2 separate regions of the Mus musculus genome follow, and region 2 is linked to region 1. A link is a contact called in public promoter capture Hi-C data. All regions are on one chromosome and are shown on one strand. The core of a region is the stretch at or near the end of the contact, and the rest is flanking DNA. Distances in the headings are between cores, read along the strand shown.

Region 1 (3,549 bases), core at 521-3,020:
AAAGTTTTTTTTAAAAAACAGAAAAAATAAAATGGCAATAAAAATAATTACATATATAAGAATAGATTTAACAAAATGAAGGGAAAGACAGTAAAGAAAGTGATACAAGTGAGAAGGCTCCTTGAACAGAAAGACCTAATATCACAAAATGTGTATTCTCCATAACTAATAAAAGAACTTAGCACCATTCACACCAGAAAGCCAAGAAAATAAAGATAACTAGATGACTCTGTCTTAAACCAACATGGAAAACTAGACCTCAAATAGCCAAGAAAACTGTGAAACTTGATGAGAGGGAGACCAAAATATCAGATTTCAGAGCATGCAGTAAAGACACCAATAATCTGGGGCAGCTCTTGCCTATAGCCTCAGCACCTGTGAGCCCAAGTTCAGAGTCAGCCTGGGACACATAAGAGTTCAAAGCCAATATGAGTTCCTACATCAGAAACAACAGAAACCGGGCAGGGGAGGGTGATAAATGTCTTTCATCCCTGCACTCATGAGGCAGGGGCACTCATGAGCCCATGGTGGTGATTGCTGCCTGCAATTTCACTGTGTGAGATACTGAAGCAGGAGAATCAGGGGGCCATGGCTAGCCTGCTGTACATCATGGATTCTGGACCAACCAGGGCCACATAGTAAGACCCTGTCTCAAAAATGAAGTAAAATCCTAGAAATAAACAGACCAGCAAAATGCAGTAGTGAACTAAAAAGTATATTTACATGTCTTCATTGTCTGTATACCCTGCTCTCTTCTAGTTCCTGGCAGACATGGAAAACAATGCACTTTTCCGGGATGACATTGAATGTCAGAAACTCATCATGGAAGCAATGAAGTACCATTTATTACCTGAGAGACGACCCATGTTGCAGAGTCCTCGGACAAAGCCTCGCAAGTCAACTGTTGGAACGTTATTTGCAGTTGGAGGGATGGATTCAACAAAGGGTATTGGGAGATCGTTGATCTAAAGGAACAGAGGGTAACCAGTAACACTACCAAGAGGCCCGGTGGAGAAGTGACTGGTTGAGGGACAAGGACAGGAAAAGATGAGACCAGAAAGCACCTTAGTGGCAGAAAATATTCAAGGCATGGTAAGAGGCAGATCAAAAGGTAGAGAAGACATCTTGTTGGGAGTTTCCATTGAGTTTAAGTAACTTGAGCATCATAGTAAGTAATTACTGTAAAAGAAGCTAACGTCAAATCAGAGTCTCCGTGAGTTCACAGAGACACAGATGGAAAGGAAAGCTGTTTCTTTCATGGTGCCAACTGATAGAGACAGATGAGATTAGGAAGAGGTAACTAGCTACTTTAGGCTAGGGATCTAGCTCAGTAAGAACACTTCACTCCACATAGATGACTTTTAAAAAGAATCGTTTTCTCTGAGGAAGATCTGCTGAAATATTTAGGGCCACGGGGTCATCATTTCTGTGATTTTTACTCTTAAACAATTAAGAAAAGATTCATGAATACATACATACATATATAGAAATGAAAGCTAAACACAAATATTTGAGTTACAAACTTGGATTCTGTGAACAGTTGTTCCTAGAGGTTGAAGACCATGCATGGTGCTATTGGCTGTCAGTTGTTATGGGGCCTTTCTGTACACCTGACCTCTGCCCATCCTCCTGCAGTGGTGCCTGCAACCCTGACAGAAGTCACACAGTCTCAGCTCATCCTGGTTCTGCTCTCAGCCCTGTTCCAGCCCCGTCTAATGTGCACCATAGGCATGCAGTGCCTGTGGGAGCCAGAAGAGGGCAGTAGATCCTGCACCCTCCCTATGCTCCCAGTCATTCTGTGGGTGCTAGGAATTGAAGCTAGGCGCTCTTAACCACTGTGCTGTCTCTCCACACACACCCACAAACTTATAGATGCATATTTGTATTACTAGTTTAGATTCTTAAATTTTGGCTTTCCAGTTTATAACAGAAGTCTACAAAAAACAAAAAAAAAAAACAAAAAAAGCTTGAAAATTCATCAATGGAAAAAGATTTTTGTTTGATGGAAGGCGATTTTTTATTTTATTTTATGGACACTTTAAAGTCATGGTTGGAGTGAAGAATCAAACAAATCCATACAATCTTGATACTTTACACACATGTATATAATCTGAATGAATAAAATATCATTATTGCCATATATTACAAAGAAAGGCTATGCAAAGTAAAAAGTATTTTTAAACCAGCTAGTGTTTAGAAGGGATTGATTCTGTGTAGTTCTGGGAGAATACAAGATGGAACGGGAGTTGGTGTCAGTCTCAAAAGCCTTAGCCTGTGTAGGGTAAGTAAACACAGCGCCGGGTGTGGAGCCAGCCGGACGGTCTGGTTTTAGGTTCAACAGTAGTAGCTCTGATGCTGATTTTACAAGCCTGAGGAGTAAGTGTCCACTGCGACTGCAGTCCTTTATAATGCTAGAACAGGCTGGTAAATTATCAGCTTAGAAAAAGACTCGATCTCTACGGAAGTGCGAGTTAGATTTTTTTTTAAGTGAGATACTTTCTTTCACTTTTTCCTAAATCTCTGCTGTTGCTGTTCCACATCTTGAAAGAGAGCAAAAGAGCTCTGGAATTTTCCATGGTAAACCCCATGGGTAGTAACTCCCTTCACTTCCGGCAGAATGGTTCCCAGGCGACCTTTGTCCTTCCTCCTTGCCGTGCCCCCTCCCTTGCGTGGTGTCAGCCCCACTCCGCCCGTTTTGTTGTTACTGTTCTTTCTTCCAGAACCTCACATAATAATTGTCTCCCTTATCTCCTGGGTCAGCGGTTTCCTTCCCCTAGACCTTTCCATTGACTTCTATAAACAACCCAACAATCCGATCCCAAAAGGGAGACAGCCTCCCTCAGCTTGTCCAAGAACCCTGTCTGCACTGTGGCCAGCCTTCTCAGAATGATCCCCTGTGGCTCCCTCCCTGCACTTCCGCCAATTGCTGAGCGTCTTCCTGGCCTCTTTGAACAAAGAACGTCCCCTGCTGGATGTTTTAATGCTGGGCCTGGAGTATGCCAGGGAGAATGATGGGAGAAAAGGTCATGGCACAGGCGAGGGCCGTACTGCAGGGGCTTCATAAGATAGCATAAAAGTATTGCTGTCGATGCTCGAAGAAACCTTTATACTTTGGGGCTAGGGAGATGACTCCACTGTTAAAGTGCTTCTCCATGCAAGCAAGAGGACCTGAGTTCAAATCCCCAGAAACCATATACACAGCTGGCACACTTGTGTGATCCCAGGGCTGGGGAGGCAGACAGGTGGATTGCTGGAGCCCCTCGCCAGCCAGCCTAGCCAGAACAGTGAGTTCTGGTTCAGGGAGACCCCTCTGGAAAAACAAAGTGGAGAGCGACAAAGGAATACACCAGACACCAACCTCTGCCCACCATATGCACGCGCGCGCGCACACACACAACACACACACACACAAGATAAATTCTACTTCTGTGTCTGTAACATAGCCGGGGTGGATCTTGTAGTCTCCTAACTTCTGTGTTATTGTTCAGGAGCAACAAGCATTGAGAAGTATGACCTCCGTACAAATATGTGGACTCCTGTGGCAAACAT
Region 2 (3,549 bases), core at 318-2,817, 360 kb after region 1:
GTGTATATAACTTGTTTTTAGATTTCTTTTTAATTTTATGTGTATGTGCTATTCACATGTGTTTGTACACTATGTGTGTACAATACCAGTAGAGTTCAGATCTACTGGAGGTAGAGTTACAGGAAGCTATGAACCACCATGTGGGTGCAGGGAACCAACCCAAAATCTGCAAGAGCAGTAAGGTCTCTTAACTGTGGAGCTGGTGCACACCTTTAATCCCAGCACTTGGAACAGCAAGAACTATAGAGCTATCTCTCCAGCATACACACACACACACACACACACACACACACACACACACACACACACACACACATATGTATGAGTCTTTTGTCTATATGATACACCATGTGCCTGCCAGGTGTCCCCAAAGGTTAGAAGAGGGCATCAGACAATTATTTACAAATGGGAAATATAATAGAGACGAGGCAAGGGTTAACCTAACTGCTAGTTTGAACTTCACTTTGCATTCCTGAAGGGAAGCCAGCAAGAGTTCATTGCCAGTCCTTTGGGACCTCCCTTTATTACACCCATGAAGCACTGTGCTCCTGGCCATGATCCTGTCCTACAACAGCCAGCCTCTATCTAGTTCACCGCACTCAGATGTACAACTCTCCTGTCCGTGGGCATCCTTTTCCTTTGGGTCTTCTCAATCAGCCCTAGTGGAGGTCCTGTGGTTTTCAGAACAGAACCTCTAAGAGTGGAGAAAAGCCAGTACACATCACTGAAGTTGACTGTGTTCTTAATTTTAATCTGTTGCTCTTGGAGAGAGACTTCTTAAGAATTTTTCACCATATATGCTAACAAAAACCATTTTTAAGCTGGGCATGGTAGCACATATCCCATCATCTGTGAAGCTGAGGCAGACAAATCTTGGTGAGTTGAAGGCCAGCCTGGTCTACACGTAGCCAGCTTCAGGCCAGCCAGTGCTATATTAGTAAAACCCCCGTCTCAAGCAAACTTCCAAACAAAACAAATGCCCCATTTACCAAAAAGAAAGAAAGAAAATTTCTGCAAAAGTCTAAAAGGTCTAAAAACCTCTGGTCTCTAGTAACATTCTGGCATTCTGGACTTTAACTCTGTATGCAGTTACACTAATAGTCATATATAAATCTACTTCACAAGGACTCGCTTTAATGACTTTTTAAAAAGACATCAGACACTAAGTTCACACTGAACAATGTGTTCTTAGTCATCATGAGGACCCTGTTCAGTTAATAGGTTCCTTATGATTTTTCTTCTGTCCCTGCAAAGTGCTTGAGGCCATTACAGAATAACTAACTGGCGATGGGAATTCCCCATGAACTCAGATGGACACTAGCTTCAAATTGTATTCCTTGGATCTCTCCTTCCTCCTAATAAGGGATGAGAAAGAGGACTCAAAAAAAAAAAAGATTTAAAAAATAAATCTCAAAGGCTTTAGGCAGAAGATCATGAGCTCAAGTCTAGCCTGTACTATGTGGAAATAAAAGGTGAGAGCTGGAGAGAGTGGAAGAGGCTGGTAGCCTACATGCTTGGCTCAATCGTCAGCACCTACTGGTCTTCTGTGTCACTCATTGCACAGGCAAGGAGTAGAACTGGCTCAGCAGGAAATGGGCTGTGGCACACTCAGGAGCCTCCTCTCCCCTACTGTACACAAAGACACTTTTTAAATAAGTCTTTGAAAAGGAAGTAGGACTTGATTGTCTGAAATGTCAGTTTGACAGAAGACTGGTTATTGAGGAACTGTTCTGCCCAGATGGTTCAACCTCCAGTGCAATGCTCCATCATCTAGTTGGAATATTTGATCTTTGTGACACAGTTCACATACTTTCCCAAGACCCCCAACTATGACTCTCTCCATATTCTGAGACACAGCTACACACCAAACATATTGTATTTGCTTTGGACACGTCAGTGACTTTCAGATCCTGTTTCCTTCCCAAGGTGATTAACAAAGAGTAACCGATGAACAGATGTCAACCACAGGACGCTTCCTGAAACTTAAATCATATCCTAAACAGCTCTCTGGCTCCCCGAGTGTGTGTGTGTGTGTGTGTGTGTGTGTGTGTGTGTGTGTGTGTGTGTGTGTGTGTGAGAGAGAGAGAGAGAGAGAGAAGCACCTTTTTAAAATGTGCATCAAGTGGACTGGAGAGATAGCTCAAAGTTTGGACACCTGCTGCTCTTTCAGACAATCCAAGCTCTTCTTCTGGCCACTGTGGACATCTGCCCATTCACACCCATATATGGTCACACAGACACCCCTTACACCCACTAGAAAAAAAAATCAAACAACAATTAAACAAATAAAAATGCATCACTTGGGTCACCGAACTGCTCTGTGGATAAAAGTGCTTTCTGACATCCCGGAGAATCTGAGTTCGATTTCTGGGATCCCTATGATGGAGGGAGACACCCAACTCCCAAAACCCCATATGTGCTGGGATGCAGTGGTGTGTGCATGCACACACTAAATACAATAACAAAAAGCCCACCAAGCACTAGATGTGGTGGGACAATAGACTGTGGTGGCACAGTGTTGTAATCTTAGATCTTGGGAGATAAAGGCAGGAGGATCAGGTTGTCCTTTACCATGGAAGTTCAAAGCCATCCCGAAACACATCCCTGTCAACCCTGTCTAGACAATCAAGTTACTAAAATCAAACAACCCATGCCAGCTCAGTTTACCGTCCTTCAGCATCCCTTCAACCCCTGAGTCTCCCCTGAGGAGGTGCGCAGACACAGTCACTGCTTCCTTCCTACCAATCAAAACAGCTTTGCATAGCCATGGGAACCCAACCCCTCATTCTTGTCTTCCTTCCTCACCGATCCTGATGCATTTCTAGTCTTCTCCCTTTATAAATGAGTTTCTTGGTACAGCACAGCCAAGGACCGTGGCAAAGAAATCAGTCCCCAGTCATTTGTTTTCTCTTGTTTTTTTCCCTCTGCCTGCTTCTCCTTACTGCCTCTTGCAGCTTTCTGGTTTCTATGCCTGTTTTATTGACTTCACATTTTTCAGTACTACCTCAGTGCCCCTCCCTTTCTCATTCACTTTGAATTGCTGAGTGCATTGTGGAAGTGTACATTTTAAAATTTGTCATGGTGTACTTTTGTTCAAAGTCTTGATTAGAAATTGGGCTAGAGGGCTGGAGAGATGGCTCAGCGGTTAAGAGCACTGACTGCTCTTCTGAAGGTTGTGAGTTCAAATCCCAGCAACCACATGGTGGCTCACAACCATCTGTAATGAGATCTGGTGCTTCTTCTGGGGTGTCTAAAGACAGCTACAGTATACTTACATATATATAATAAATAAATAAATCTTAAAAAAAAAAAAACTCTCCAGACAGCAAGGAAACGCTTGGAAAAGAAAAAAAAAAGAACTTGGGCTAGAGGAGAAATTTCAGAATCAAGAAATTTGTATTCTGGTCACTTTCTGCCTCTGTAGAGACATGGTGCCTTTTGTGTTATAACCATATTTTGTATTTACACCATGTTTATGTGCACAAGATTATCCCCATTTCAGAGGGAAAAGTCACGAAACCTCAGTTTACTGGTGGGTTTCTGACAATA

The links. Capture Hi-C pulls out chosen DNA fragments and counts their contacts.
Region 2: a contact with region 1 is called in a promoter capture Hi-C map of adipose tissue. The contact joins two enhancer-like sites.

Annotation. Positions count from the first base shown.
Region 1 is chr5:65,155,296-65,158,844 of GRCm38.p6, forward strand. It overlaps Klhl5 (kelch-like 5), which reads left to right. Exons shown (of 11, transcript NM_175174.4): 6 at 760-946; 7 at 3,489-3,549. Among named protein-coding and RNA genes, the nearest start is that of Klhl5, 26 kb to the left of the region's middle. Within about 2 kb of position 1,771, at least 37 of the 459 cell types and tissues checked have an H3K27ac peak or open chromatin away from gene starts, as enhancers often do. A contact at or near this core is called in adipose tissue, where this site is marked.
Region 2 is chr5:65,513,199-65,516,747 of GRCm38.p6, forward strand. It overlaps a transcript of Smim14 not described here. Among named protein-coding and RNA genes, the nearest start is that of Smim14, 22 kb to the left of the region's middle. Within about 2 kb of position 1,568, at least 102 of the 459 cell types and tissues checked have an H3K27ac peak or open chromatin away from gene starts, as enhancers often do. A contact at or near this core is called in adipose tissue, where this site is marked.